Regions from separate parts of the Oryctolagus cuniculus genome. Here region 2 is linked to region 1. A link is a contact called in public Micro-C data. All regions are on one chromosome and are shown on one strand. Each heading gives the region's core, a stretch centred on a gene start, on an enhancer-like site or on the middle of the called end of the contact. The rest is flanking DNA. Distances are from core to core; before and after follow the strand shown. Region 1 overlaps LOC138847518 (a long non-coding RNA gene). Region 2 has its middle 79 kb from the start of C1H9orf50.

The links. A called contact is a pair of places that touch in the nucleus more often than the background predicts.
Region 2: a Micro-C map of ear pinna shows a contact between it and region 1, with 4 times the contacts expected there. The contact joins two enhancer-like sites. A contact is called at or near these places in 2 of 6 Hi-C or Micro-C datasets (ear pinna and an unstated tissue).

The regions. Positions count from the first base shown.
Region 1 is chr1:232,371,822-232,376,101 of mOryCun1.1, reverse strand. All of the region lies in intron 2 of LOC138847518 (a long non-coding RNA gene), which reads right to left. Among named protein-coding and RNA genes, the nearest start is that of IER5L, 95 kb to the right of the region's middle. Within about 2 kb of position 2,426, at least 5 of the 8 cell types and tissues checked have an H3K27ac peak or open chromatin away from gene starts, as enhancers often do. A contact at or near this core is called in ear pinna, where this site is marked.
Region 2 is chr1:232,457,811-232,462,090 of mOryCun1.1, reverse strand. No RefSeq gene overlaps it. Among named protein-coding and RNA genes, the nearest start is that of C1H9orf50, 79 kb to the left of the region's middle. Within about 2 kb of position 2,495, at least 5 of the 8 cell types and tissues checked have an H3K27ac peak or open chromatin away from gene starts, as enhancers often do. A contact at or near this core is called in ear pinna, where this site is marked.

The DNA of each region.
Region 1 (4,280 bases), core at 1,177-3,676:
CGGGCAGGTGGGAGGAGCAGGGGCGGGGCTCCTCTCAGCAAATTCGGAGTGGGCACACGCGTGCACACGCGCGCACACGCACCACATCCACAGGGCAGAGCGGGCGAGGTCGGGGGTCAGACAGCGCCCTGGCAGGGCCCGCCTCCCCACCCACACCCCCCCCCCCGCCCCGTCGCCCTTCCCAAGGTACTTCGCTTGGCCGGGCCTCAGTTTCCCCAACTGCACAAACTCCTCTGGCCAGAGCGAGGCTGAATGACATCACCTCTATAAAGTTAGGCGCCCAGGACGGCGGCAGTGGGGGCGGGGCTTCCCGCACGGACCCCAGCCCGCGCCCCCTCCTCTTCCACTCCCCCTCCCTACCCCGGGCCCCGCTAGCTGCTCCGCTGCCGAGCGCGGCCGCGGCTCTCCCAAGGTGACCGTGCGGGCTCCCTCCCCCCGCAGCCCCGGGCCCCGCATCCCTCCCCCGCCCCCAGCCCCCACGGTTTTGCATATATTAAAATCTCTCCTCTGTGGGTTCTCGGTCTTCTCCCCACCCCCACCCCCCAAAAAAAAATGAGCGGGAGAAGTGACACAGCCGCCGCGCGGCGCGGCCCCCGCACCCATCCGTCAGGGCCGCCCGCCCGTCGCTCGGAGCGCGGCGCGCGCCCAGGACGGCCGCGCTAATGGGCGCCGCGTGTGGCTGCGGCGGCGGCGCGGCCGGCATTTGCATACATATTAAACGGAGCAGTAAAAAATGCAGACACGCAAACCATTTGGACGGCTCCTCGGCGCAGAGCCCGCCAGGAAATCAATCTTCTGGCTTCTTAAAGGAAACCTGCTCGGGAGGAGGTGGCGACGCGGGGCAGCGCCGCGAGCGGGGTGGGGGTGGGGGCTGCTCTGTCCATCTGTCCACGCCAGCCGGCGGGGGGGGGTCCTTCTCGGCGGGCGAGGAGCCGCCACCGGGCGGCACCGCCCTCCGCCTCCGCCAGCGGCCTGCCCTGGGGAAAGAGGCTGTCACTCCGGGGTCCCGGGGGTCCCGGGGGCGCTGCCCCCACTTTGCCACGCCCCCTCCAAGCCGCCCAGCCCAGGTGGCCCGGCCCTTTCTTCTGGAGCTGCGAACACAGGTCCTGGAGCCAGCTGGCCTGCGTTCCCCGCCAGCCTGGGCGGCCTCAGAGCTGGGCGGCCCCGGACAAGTGCACCGGCCTCTCTGTTCCTTCCTCGGAGGGGTCAGCCTGGCCAGCACTTGGCTCACCGACCGGGTTCTGTGCCTCCTCACCTGTGAAAGGGGTGTTTTGGATCTGTGTAGAGGGGAATGTGACACAGAACCCCGGGATCACGGGGAGATGGGGGAGGGGTTCCCAAGGTGGCACCTCTGGGGGGGGGCGCTGGCGAGAGTGAGTGCCAACACCCAGAGAGGCCCCCCAACGGCCCCCAGGTCCACAGGACCGGGCGAGTCCTTCCGGGTCCAGCCCACCCAGCCCCAGTCTCTGAACTCCACTCCGGCAGAGCAGGGAAGTCAGGGCCCCCCACCCCGGCAGAGGGAGGGGCTCGGCCACCCCCAGCTGTGCGCTAGGACAGAGTAAGACACTCCCTTAAAAGGCACCCGAGGGAGGGAGGAAGAGGAAGAGGAAGCGGGGGAGGGGCCCAGAGCCAGGCTGGGGGCGTGCGCTGAGGGTCGGGGCTGCACCCAGCCCAGCGGGAGCCACCACCCTGTCTCAGATCCTGGGGCCCGGTGCAGAGGAGCGGCGAAGGGGGTCTTTGCCCTGAGGTGGGGAGGTCCCCGCGGCTCAGAGCTTCACCTGCCGCTGTGTGCGCGTGTGTGCGCGCGTGTGCGTGTGCACACCGTGCACCGCTGCAGCGTGGGCACAGAAGGCCAAACCCAGGCTGTTGCCCAATTCTCTGGTGCCTCCCAGGCTGTGTGACGTCGGCTGAGGCCCCGGCCTCTCTGGGCCGAGCTGCCCGCTCCCCGCCCGCTCTCTCCGGCCCTCCGTGGCGACCCCAGGGCCCCGGCGGGCGGGGGTGGGGTGGGCGGAAGCCGGCGGGCGGGGGAGGCGGGAGGGGCTGGAGTTACAGGAACCGGCGGGGCGATTGCTCAACCGGGGACCGGCCCGGCGGCCGCCGCCGCCCGCCCGCGTGGCTGCATTGCACGCATTCCTCGCCAACGCCGGCTGCGGCGGCCCCGGAAGGGGGAGCTGCCGCAGACACAGCACGAGGCCGCCAGGAACAGTTAACCCTTTCCTCGCCCCTCCCAGGCAGGGTCTGCAGGCGGCGGGGCCGGGGGTGGGCGCGGGCTGCCGCCAGGCCCCCTCCCGTGTTCCGGAGGAGCGGCTCAGGTGGCCCCCGCAGGCCCTGCCCCAGCGTGCGCGGGACACGGGGCTGGGCTGGGCTGGGGGTCCTGCCACCGAGGGGAAGGAAGGGCAGGACCCACCGGAGCCAGAGCTGGCGTCCCTGAACTGGGCAGGGGGGCTTCCTGGAGGAAGCGACATTTCGGGAGCCAGTGGGGGAGGGGGAGAGAGGGGAGGGAGAGCGGGCGTTGGGGCTGCTCCCAGCCTGGACAGTCAGTGAGGAGCCGCGGGAGGGTTCGTGGGGAGAGAGACGCGGTCAAGTTCAGCTCCGGGCGCTCAGATCTCAAGCGGAAGCAGCCGGCACGTCGCTGTGCGCAAACCACATTCACTCCATGAACACCTGAGCCACGCCAAGGTGCCACCAACAGGACACGCTTCAAATGGCAGCCTGACGGCCGGCCGGCGCTCGGCCAGAGGTGGCCGAGCCTGCTCCCCCTTCCGGGGGGGTCAGCACCCCCAACTCCTGCTTGCAGCCGGGGCGCAGTGCAGGCACGGAGGAAGCGTTGAACTCCCAGGCTGGGACGACCTCCGCCCACAGGGGCTCACAGACGCCGCGCTGGCCCGGGCACAGGGGAGCCGCTGAGCACCACACAGCACCTGCCCGACGACCCTGGTACCCACACAGGAGACCCCGAGCTCTCTGAGGACCCCCAACCAAGCCCCTCCTCTCCCGGGGCCTCAAGTCCCCTCCAAGGGCAGAGAGAGGAAGACACAGATTCAAGTTCAGAAAACCCAGGGCTGCCTGGAGCCCCCGCACCCGGCTTACTGGGGGGGGGGAGTCTGCGCCCAAAACAACCTCAAAACAAAGAGCCCAGAGAAACTTCTAGACTGGGTCTAGAAGCCTGTCCCTACAGGCTGGAAAGGGGCTCTGGGCCCTGCCTACCCTCCCAGCCCCCCCTCGCCAGCACCCCGCTGGGGGCTGGGGGTCCTCCATCCAGGCCTGAGCTCGGTGGGTGGGGTCAGAGCGCTCCACTCCATGCTGGGAAGAGAGGCTGGACACAGAGCCCCGACACCCTATGTTGGGGGCAGCAGATGTAGCCAGAGGACCCCTAAGTCCTGCTGAGATGTCCCAGGGGAAGCCCACCCAGGACGGCTCCTCCTGAAAATCTGCCCCAACCCAGCAGCTGAGCGTGCACAACCCCCCCCCCACTGCACCTCAGTGGCTCCTGCCACACTGCTGGGGTCACCCCTGCACAGCACCCACGGGCTGTTTCCTGGCTGGGGGTCTGCTCTGTCACTCTTGCAGGCAATAGAACTTTGGCAGATTCCCCGGACCCAGGGTGCGCCCACGGCTCGCAGGCAGGAGGCTCGCGGGACCCCAGCCCACCCCTGCTCCCGGCTTGCCCGTGTCCTAATCCCACCCTGAACCTGGAATGTTACTGTATCTCATCTTCTCAGCATTTAGCTTTGCAGGTTTGATCTTCAGGGGTTCACCTGCATCCCCGAGTTTCCTCGCTGAACTTCCGGAGGCCAGCGCTGTGTGTGCCGCCGTAGCTGTCTTATGCACACGCACCCCTCAGCACGGGTGGCGCTGCCTGCGTGGAGGCCAGGCCTGCACAGCCCGTGACACCTGCAAGTCACCTGGCCAGCCTGAGCCCCCGCAGGGGCAGCCGACCTGGCCCGGGCTCTTCCTCCTCCGCTCACGGCACAGGCTGACGGCTCACCTTCTCAAAGGTGCTCACGTCCACGGAGCGGGAAGAAGGCAACCAGGGAAAAAGGCGCCAGTCCTCGGGCCCTCGTGGCCGTGACCGTGGCCGATGGCCTCCATGTGGATCCCACTTCCTGGCGCTCACACTCTGTGTGGTGCTGCCCGCAGGGAGGAGGGCTGGCCTGGGCAGCCAATGGGACACCGAAAGACTGCATGGGTGGGACAAAGCCCGCCGGTCTCGCTCCCCTGCAGACCCCCGGTGCAGGGAGCCGGCCGCCACGCTGTGTGGACGCTCAAGCCGTCCTGCG
Region 2 (4,280 bases), core at 1,246-3,745, 86 kb before region 1:
TGTGTCCTGATCTGTAGATGGGGTGGGGGAGGGCGACGTGTGCTTTGCTGGCTTCTATGGAGACTAAGAGATCTTGCCCGTGGAGTGTCCAGCAGAGGCTGGTGCTCGGCATGGGCCAGTCTGTCCTCAGAGACACAGGCAGGCCCGGAGACCCGTCCCCAGCCAGCCCAGCAGGGAGGGAAGGTCGGCCTGGGTCTCCCAGCCTGGCCACGGGGCAGTGCTGGGGGCCGAGGGGGACAGGCTGACGCGGTTCCCCAACAGCCAAGGCTGAGGCTCCAGGTCAGAGGGCCCAGCAGGGCCCTGGGAAAGCCCAGGCAGGGGCCGGGGGGGGGGGCAGGGGTGCAGCCAGAGAAGGCGGCCAGAGGCAGCCTGGCCCCAGCCTCCGGGCCTGCGCCTCTCTGCCTGCTCGGGGTTGACCGTGACACCTGCTCAGGACGCAAACGTTTTAGAAAGCATCCTCGCCGGCCGCCTGTGCCGCCGGCCGCCCGCCCCACCCGCCCTGGTGTCCCGGAGCTGTGGCTCCTCTGCTCCCAGGCCTGCCGGGCTCCCGCTTTCCAAGGGCTCTGCAGCCGGGCGGCCTCAGCCGGCACTGCCAGCTCCGCCCTCCTCCCAGCCGCGCCCTCGCCGCCCGCCCGGGCCCTCCGGGTTGCCAAGACCAGCCTGCCCGGTCTCCCGGCCTCTGTGCCCCCGCCCCCTCCCCAGCAGACCCCAGTGCAGCTCGGGGCGCTGGCAGGGAGCCGCGGCGCCGCCTTCCCCGCCTCTCCTCACTCTCCCTGGGGAGCCGTGAGCCCCTCGAGGCTGGGCCCTGCCTTGCTGTCCTGCAAGGGCTTCGCGCGAGAACATCTCTCGTCTTCATGAACGTAAATTGCTTTTCCCAAAGGGAGTCGGGCTCTACGCTAGCACGTCAGGGCTCCCCGCCGCGTGTCCTTGGGGGGTGACCTGCCGTCTCTGAGCCCAGGACACCTGGAGGACAGCCCAGCACCGTGGCACCGGCAAGGGGCGGCCGGCACCCGTTCTCTGTACTTGGCCTTGTCCTAGCCTCCTTCGGACTTGTCCGAGCTTGGGCCAGGCTAGGACTCCACGCCCGGCTCTTCCCACTCCAACGCTTCCTTCCCTCTGTGTGTCTGGTTTGCAGACACAGGAGACCAAGGTCGAGAGAGCCCACGCTGACCGCCCAGGGTCACGAGGCCCCGCGGGAGTGAAGCCAGGAAGGACCTGCCCCCTCCCCTGCCCGCTGCCCAGCGGTGACCCAGGCAGAGGCCTGGCGGGCCTGGTGCTTTCCCCAGGTGAGGCTGTGCCATGCCTACCCGGGCACTGGTAGGGCTTTCCCCCCCACTCCCGGGGGTGCAGGGGAGCTCAGGCGGGGGCAGAGCCAGTGGCTGCTGACCACAGACCACCGCCAGCCTTTGGCGGTGCTGCAGCAGCGCTGGGCGGGGGAGGGGCAGCGCTCCCCTCCCCCAGCCCCCAGGGCCGCCAAGAACATCTGGGGGCCCTCCCCAGCCCTGGCCCTGCGCAGCCTGCCCAGCTGCGTCTCTGAGCCGCACCCAAACTCTTCCCAGCTTTGCCAGGGAGACTGGAAACTTCTGCTCAGCAGCTTGGCTTGGGGTGATTTCGACACCGGCTCGGCGGGGGGCTGGGGGGCGGGTCCTGGGAAATCTCAACAAACAACAGCGCGGCGGCGGCGCACTCGCCATGTGCCAGGCTCTATGCTAAGCCCAGGCCTGCAGAGCCTCATGGAATCTTCCAGAACCCAGGAGAGGCTGGCGCCGAGCAGCCAGAGGGGGCGCGGGTGACTCGGGGTGGGGGGTGAAGGCCACACAGCTGGGAGCATGCAGGGACATCCGGGTCACCAACCAGCTGGGGGGGACAAGCGGTGCTGGGCTGGGGGTCCCTGAGGGAAACCCAGGTGCACAGAAGCCCACTGCGGCAGGCGCAGCAACTCCACAGTGCAAGGGGCGGGCCGCTGCTGGTCGGGGAGTCTCCAGCTCCGATCCCGGGCGCCCTGGGGTCGTGGGTGCCCCTCACTCCGGACCCCGCCTCCCCACGCCTGCCCGGCGCGGGGACCAGAGAAGCTAAGGGGCCCCCGCCCCCGTGCCTCCAACCAGCGCGCAGTCCTGAGCCAGGCCGAGGGACGCCCCGAGCAGACGGCGAGCTGCGGGGCGACCCCGCCAGGGACGACCCTAGTTGTGCTGGGGCCCCGCCCACCGGTAAAGGAGCGCTTCCTGCAGGGGGGCGGGGGCCGGCACACACGCCCCCCCGCCCAGCCCGCCCGGGGCTGCGTGCAGGGCGCGGCGCGGGCCCCGGCGCCCAGTTCAGCGGAAAGGAATGCGGCGCTCGGCGCGGGAGGCCGCCCGCCCGGGCCCCCTGCACTGCGGCGCGGGGGCCGGCTTCGCCCCCTCCCGGCCGCCGCCGCCGCCGCCAGACCCTCGCCCGGAGCCGGTGCGCGCGCCCTGGCCCAGTCCGCGGGAGCGCGCCGCGCCCCTCCCCGCCCCCCGCGCTGCGCGCCACCCCTCCCCCCTCCATAACTCAAAAGCTTGTCAGGCGGGTTCCAGACTCCTGGCGCCGGGCTCCGCTCCAGGAAAGAAAAAAAAAAAAAAAAGGAAAGAGAAAAAAGGGGGGAAAAAGCCGGCCCGCGGAGCGCAGCAGTGAGCCCGGGCACGCACAGCCCAGCGGCCCGCGACCCCCGCCCGGCCCGAGCCGGGGACCGCCACCCGGGGGGCGCGGGGCTGGCGCGCCCCGCAGAGCCCTGGTTTCTGGGCGAATCAATTATTCAGCGGGCCTGGGCGGGGAGGGGCGAGCCAGGGCCGGGGAGGGGGGGGCGGCGGCCGCGGAGACCCCCGCCTCGCCTGACCCCGCGGCCGGGCTCTCCCGCTGGGCCCCGCGGCGTCCCCACGCGGGGGTCCTGTTGTGAGAAAGCTGCCTCGGGGTGGGCTCCCGGAGGCGCGCGGGGGATCCTGCGGAAGCGGGAGAGACAGCGCCGGGGCCGCCCCTAGAGCTGGGGGAGGGGAGCCGCGCACCGGGAAAGGGGGAGGGGGCGTGGGAAGAGCCTGGCCTCCAAGTCTCAGCTTCCGGCCGTGCCCGCGGCAGGGGGCGGCGTGGGGAGGGGTGGGGGCAGGCCCCCCCCTCCCATTGCTGGGCGGCCTCAGGCTGGGGCTCGCCCTCTCTGAGCCCAGACTTGCTCCTCTGCAGAGTGGAGACTTGAGGAGGTGGGGGTGGGGCGCGGGAGCTGGGGGCGTGTTTGGGGGCTCCGGAGGCCCCCCTGTTGGAAGCCACAGCTGGCAGACAAGCCCAGGACCCCCCATGCTCCCCACGCCGGCTCTCAGCCGTAAGTCCTGGGTAACCTGCAGCCTGCCTTGGGGTCAGACGTTGGAAGGTCAGTCTCAAAGGCAGGTCAACCCCAGGCCACTGCCCCAGGGCCCTCAGCCTGCCTTCTCCAAGGGTCACACACAGGCAGCAGTGGGGGAGGGGCAGTTGCAGGAGCCGCACCCTCAAACCCTCTCCCCTCCCTCCCGGTCCATTCTTCCCGCCTCCAGTCTGGGCCTCAGAGGTCTGGAGCCCCGCGCCCTGGGACCCTGCCCGGCTTGGAAGTCACCTCTGCAGGTGCACACAGCCTTTTGCGGAGCTGGGCCAAGGTCACCCAGGTAGAGAGGACAGAGCTGGGCTTTGAGCCCAAGCGGCCTGCACAGGCACTGCCTGCCTCCCCGCACGGAACACTGCGCGCGCCCCAGCCCCGGCAGCGCCGTCCCCACCCGCGCCGGCCCTGGCAAGGTCAGCCAGGACCGCCTCTGCCGCCGGCCGGAGCTGCCCAAGGCCCCGGGCTGCGTCCATGCCGGCAGCCACGTGGTTCCAACCCCGCAGTTCCCCCAGCGAGAACACCAGCAGCTGAGCTGGAGGGCCTGGGGGCCGGAGGGGCCTCCTGGGTCAAGACCCCGCCGGGACTCGGGACTCGGCAGTGGAGGCCGCTCCCGCGGGTGTGGCTCCAGCACCGTCCAAGCCTGGGACCCCAAGGGGCCAAACACCGCATCTGAACCAAGCCCCTGGCGGTCTCCCGTCTGGCTTGTTGCTTTCACTTCCTGGAGGCCTGCTGTGTGCTTGGGTCTCGGTGTCCCCCAACCCTGCACAGTGGGCACAGTGATCGTCCCCTTTAACAGATGGGTCAAGGTGACGTGCGGGGGACCCACTGTGCGCTCACACCCGACTCCTCTGGCGGCAGGCACTGGCCGCTGACCCCGGGAGTGTCCTTGGGCGCCAGTGAGACACAAGGGTTTACCTGGTAGCCC